Regions from separate parts of the Mus musculus genome. Here region 2 is linked to region 1. A link is a contact called in public HiChIP or PLAC-seq data. All regions are on one chromosome and are shown on one strand. Each heading gives the region's core, a stretch centred on a gene start, on an enhancer-like site or on the middle of the called end of the contact. The rest is flanking DNA. Distances are from core to core; before and after follow the strand shown.

Region 1 (2,700 bases), core at 101-2,600:
GGAGACAAAGGTTGTTAATTTTGTTTCAGAAGCAGGGTTTTACATAGCCCAGGTTACATGACATTGTGACATGTAGGTAGCTAAGGTTACCTTGAACCCCTGATTCCTGTCTCTACCTCCTTAGTGTTGGAATGGGGAGCCTGGCCACAATGTCTACTGATGCTTATAAAAAGTGTTTGTTTGTTTGAAGGACGTGAGAATGGTCTAAGTTTTAGGATGAGAGAAGAGAGTTGCTACAAATGGACCAGTTGAAGGTTTGGAGAGCAGAGAAGAGCAAGTTGAGGCCTTCCAACAGTTATGGAGAAGGGACAACACAGTAAAAGACAGTGTGTCAGAGCTGGGGCTGGTTGGCCTGGCAGTGAAGGTCATGAACTTGCAGGGCCCCTAGTTCAGCCTGCACACAGGGTAAAGGCTGTGGATTTCATGCCACAGTTTACTCTGGTCCCTGTGTTATCTTCAAAGTAAATAACCTCTAGCTGAGTATTCCAGCTGCTTAAACATTTTGTCAAATGATTGTGTTTTGTGTTCTACCTTGGCCCTGTCTTCTGGCCTTCATTCTCTCTCTTCTCTTTGACTTGTGCTGATCTTCCCACTCTTTGTCAGTTTGCGTGATTAAGGGGGGGGGGGGGGCATGTGAATCTTCCTTTTCATCTCCTCACTTAGGAAGGTGCTCCTTGGACTTGAGAGATAAAGTTCTTACTGCAACCTTTCTTGGGAAGAAAAAAAGAAAGGAGAGAGAGAGAGAGGGAGAGGGAGAGGGAGGGAGGGAGGGAGGGAGGTAGAGAGAGAGAGAGAGAGAGAGAGAGAGAGAGAGAGAGAGGAAGGGAGGGAGGGAGAAAGAAAAGACAAGAAGAGAAGAGAAGAGAAGAGAAAAGAAAGAAAAGAAAAGAAAAGAAAAGAAAAGAAAAGAAAAGAAAAGAAAAGAAAAGAAAAGAAAAGAAAAGAAAAGAGGCTCCAGAAGAGTGATCCATTCGGAGCTATTATTTTCAGGGTTCTGATTTGAGGTCTAAAATTCTCCAAGTCTTCAATTTTTCAGAAGTTGTATGTCTATGGAATACAAGCATTCTGCCTCTGTAGATGTTATAACATTGTTTCTCACAGTCCTGGGTGGTTGAGGAGACCTCCAGTTTTAGAACTCTAATCTGTCAATAGGTGCATTATAAAGCCCTGGATACATCGCGTCACTGTGAAGAACTTCAGACTGCGGTTAGAAAAAGCAGAATAAATTTTCTTGGGGTTGTACCGTTATGTATACACACACACACACACACACACACACACACACACACACACACACACACTCTCCCATTGGCAGACAGGGCCACACCTCACAGCTCTGGAGGAAGCCGCAGACCTCAGCTGTACAAGCGCAGCCTGGACTAGGGGAACTTTCCCTGGAACTCGGGAAGATCAGCCTCCCGGAGTCGACCTGTCTGCAGGGCGGAGCGCGGGGCAAGCGCGGGTGGCAGGGAGTCGGTGCACAGGGGACTCAGGTCAAGGCTGGTCGGCGGCGGGTCCTGCGAGCCTCAGAAATCAGTGCCGGTGCACGCTCCCGCCGTCCCGGGGCAGCCGCATCCCCGGCGCCGCTGGCAGCATCGCCGCCTCCCGCCGGCTACGGAACATGGCTGCGCGCCTCGCCACTGTCGCCTGCGCGCTGTTCCTGCTGTCCTCCGCCCTGCTCCGCCTCGGCTGCCGGGCGCGCTTCGCCGCCGAGCCCGACTCGGATGAGGACGGAGAGGAAACGGTGGCGTTCCCCGAGTCGCCCCCGCAGAAACCCACGGTGTTCGTGGTCGTTCTCGCCCGCAACGCTGCGCATACGCTGCCTTACTTCCTCGGCTGCCTGGAACGGCTGGACTACCCCAAGAGCAGGATGGCTATCTGGTGAGCGGGTAGGGGTCCTGGGCCACCGCGGGGAAGATGAGGGCAGCTTGCTGCGCACACTCCCTTGCTGCCCGCGTGGGTCCTGGACTGAGAGAGTGGTGGGGCCGGGAGGGAGATGAGAAAACCTATGGACGAGAATCTGGAGACCTTGACTTTCCTCATCCCCCTCCTCTTCCTGGTTTCTACTGGGAGAGAGTGTCTTCTCCAGATGCGAGACACAGAACTTAATTAACTAAGGCAGGAAAGGGGTCCACAGAGACTTGGGAGATGGAGAGTGAGTCACCCGGACTTGCAGGTGCTAGGAGTCTGCTCTCTGAGTAACTCGGCTTCTGGTCCTCCCCTGGGTTATCTGAACTCAGGGATGGAGATTTTGAAACTTTGTTTGGAGTCTTTCCAATCACACCACACTGTGGGCTGGTCTTTTCTTGGGAGCTCCAGAAGGTCCCTGCCTGTTCAGCCTCCTGAGACACGTTCCCACTGCAGATGCAAACTGTACTGAGGTGCCCTAGGGTCTATGATGGGCCATTGGAGCCATCATTGGGAGGATAAACAGTCAAGTTTTGTCTTCAGGCTAAAGAATTCTATGCTTGGTCCCTTTGTGTTTGCTGTGGATCAGGACAGGGAATCAATGGAAGTCTGTCCCTTCCTCCCGTAGACCTCAGTCCATCCAGTTCCACACCTTTAAATCCAAGCATTCGTGGTGGAGTCGGGCAGGCAAGCTCTAGATGGTCTGCAGAGAAAGTAAAATCTGGCCAGGGAAGACAAGCTGTCCGATTGTTAGGCAATCCTCCCTTATTCCTGAGATTAAAAGCTAGAGCC
Region 2 (2,700 bases), core at 93-2,592, 1.0 Mb after region 1:
ACAAGAGAGTGTCAGATCTTATTATGGATGGTTGTGAGCCACACTGTGGCTACTGGAATTTGGAGTTTGAACTCAGGACCTTCAGAAGAGCAGTCAGTGCTCTTAACTGCCGAGCCTTCTCTTCAGCCCATATCAGAGTTTTTATAGTCATGTGACATCCAACTTTCTGTTTTGCAAATAATGCACAAAATGCCAAGATGAAACCAACTAAAGACTGAAACAGAGCTCCCAGTCTGAATTTCAGTGCACATGTACAGACATGAACACTGTCTGCATATAGTGTGTCTTCCTGCATGCCTGCTGCATTGCTGAAGGGTCTTATTCACAGTGAGAACTGCTGTACCCAATGGATACAATGAGCACTGTGTACAAAAGGGTGGTCAACTGATCCACCAGAACAAAGACCCAGCTTTCCTTCCTCGCCTCTGCCAGGGTGGCACAGTAAGAAATGAATTTCCCAAAGCCTCAATTCCCTCAATAGAGTAGCTATTGCTATTTCCAAGTGCTCTGACTGCCCAGAACAAGTGTCAGTGTATCCGTGAGAGCAGCTCATGCCGTTCTCTGTCTGTGAGAACAGCCACCCACTCAGTCCCCTTCCCCTTCTCAGCGGCCTGTATTTACCACCAGAGTAGATGACAACAGAGACTGCATTTACTATCATTTATTTTTTATTTTTTAAAGATTAATTTATTTAATAAATGTGAGTGCATTCTCGCTGTTGCTGTCTGCAGACACACCAGAAGATGTTATCAGACGCCGTTACAGATGGTTGTGAGCCACCATGTGGTTGCTGGGATTTGCACTCATGATGTCTGGAACTGCAGTCCGTGCTCTTAATCGCTGAGCCATCTCCCCAGGCCCCAATATATTTTATTGTTTTTATTTTATGCACATTGGTATGGTTTCGTCTTCACATACGTCTGGGTTAGGCTGTCAGATCTTAGAGTTTTAGACAATTGTTAACACACACTTGTAACAGATATTGAAATATGCGGTAATTGAAGATAAATCTTCAAATGAAAAGATGCAGATATTGAAATATGCGGTAATTGAAGATAAATCTTCAAATGAAAAGATGCAGATATTGAAATATGCGGTAATTGAAGATAAATCTTCAAATGAAAAGATGAAAGAAATCCATAAGTATTCTTCCCAAATCATCATTGTAAAACACAGAAAAATGCCAGGAAGCTGCACTATAAGGACACTATATAGAAACATCTTGTAAATGCCAGAGGCACTTGTTGCGCTCACCTCGTCCAGCAAGAAAAACGCAACACGGTCCGATTCTTCTCAACAGCCTTCTTTATCTCAGGAACACCTCGATGCTGCTACGGGAACTCCGGAAACCCAGGGAGGACAGCTTATATACACCCCAGCACTGGGGAGAGCTATGTGTCCTCCTGGGATTGGTCAGTCTGCTGCCCCTTTGATTTGTATGCACCCGCTCGGGAGGGGTTGGCGCCAGATTTGGGCTAGCACCTGCGCAGTGGCATTGTTTATGGCGACAGTGTACAGGAGGCCGGCGCCATCTTTTAGGCGCCCGGCTGCCTACAGGCACTGACAAATGCTTACTTGACTTATCCTCTGGGCTCTGGGCCAGTCGAAATGAGCCTCCCTGTGTGGAGTTTTGTGGTGGCTGTCCGGAGTGTGTCTCCTCTTGTCTCTCTAACTCCAAGTCCCAGCCCACGTGAACTCACTTCTGCTTTTATAACACTCGACTGAGTATGACTATCCTGTAGCCAGTCACTGTCAATCATTTTGGTAAATACATCTCTTTTCATAGCATAACAACCTCGTTCCATTTCCTTTTGTAAAACACCTTCGCCGTTTCTGGTACATACTCAAAAGCTTACAACTGTATTTCAGCCCTACTCAAAAACCTACCACATTTCATTTCCAATACTCAGCACTCCCAATGTTCATCAGAGTTTGTCTGTGCCTTTCCAGTCTCCTAGCAACAATCCCTAGAGATAAGGAAGGTTCTGGAGCAGGGATGAGTTTGAGAGCGATAGGTTTTGTTTGTTTGTTTTATGACATTTATTTATTTATTCATTTATTTATATAGCTCGGGTCTGTTTATATAACCCTGGCTCTTCCGGAACTTGCTATGTAGTCCAAGCTGGCCTTGAATTCAGAGATCCACCTGACTCTGCCTCTCAAGTGCTGGGATTGATGAGATGTCCCACTATGCCTGGCCTAAAATAATTTTATTCATGTTGTCTATGTGTAGATACGCTCTCCTTAGCACACAAGTGTCTGTCAGAGGATCATTTTCAGTTCCCTTTCTACCACGTGACCCTCAAAGATCACAAGCAGGCCCTCTGGCTGGGTGTGGCCAGTAACTTTACCAACTGCGGTATAGCAATGGTCCCTACATCTATCCTGCCCCCTGCCCCCAAGATACACTGCTCTCCTCTCAATCCATGTTTTTCTCTTCTTGTTTTATAAATATGTGCCAAGCAACCCATGCATTTTCACATACAATTCGATACCTAAGCAACCAAGTCATAAGCTAATGTCACCTTTAGAAAGATTTGCATTTGGGGGTGGGGGGTGGGGTTCAAGACAGTGTTTCTCTGCATAGCTCTGGCTGTCCTGGAACTCACTTTGTAGACCAGGCTGGCCTCGAACACAGAAATCCGCCTGCCTCTGCCTTCCAAGTGCTGGGATTAAAGGCATGTGCCACCATGTCCGGCT

Evidence for each region. HiChIP or PLAC-seq counts read pairs in DNA pulled down with a chosen protein or histone mark.
Region 2: an H3K27ac HiChIP or PLAC-seq map of microglia shows a contact between it and region 1, with 4 times the contacts expected there. The contact joins the promoter of E330020D12Rik here to the promoter of Colgalt2 in region 1. A contact is called at or near these places in 1 of 39 promoter capture datasets (hippocampal neurons) and 1 of 115 datasets of contacts at active chromatin or transcription factors (microglia).

What each region holds. Positions count from the first base shown.
Region 1 is chr1:152,398,517-152,401,216 of GRCm38.p6, forward strand. Colgalt2 (collagen beta(1-O)galactosyltransferase 2) reads left to right here and starts at 1,351. Exons shown (of 12, transcript NM_177756.4): 1 at 1,351-1,881. The coding sequence starts at 1,622.
Region 2 is chr1:153,412,891-153,415,590 of GRCm38.p6, forward strand. E330020D12Rik (Riken cDNA E330020D12 gene) reads right to left here and starts at 1,343. Exons shown (of 4, transcript NR_033736.1): 1 at 1,255-1,343.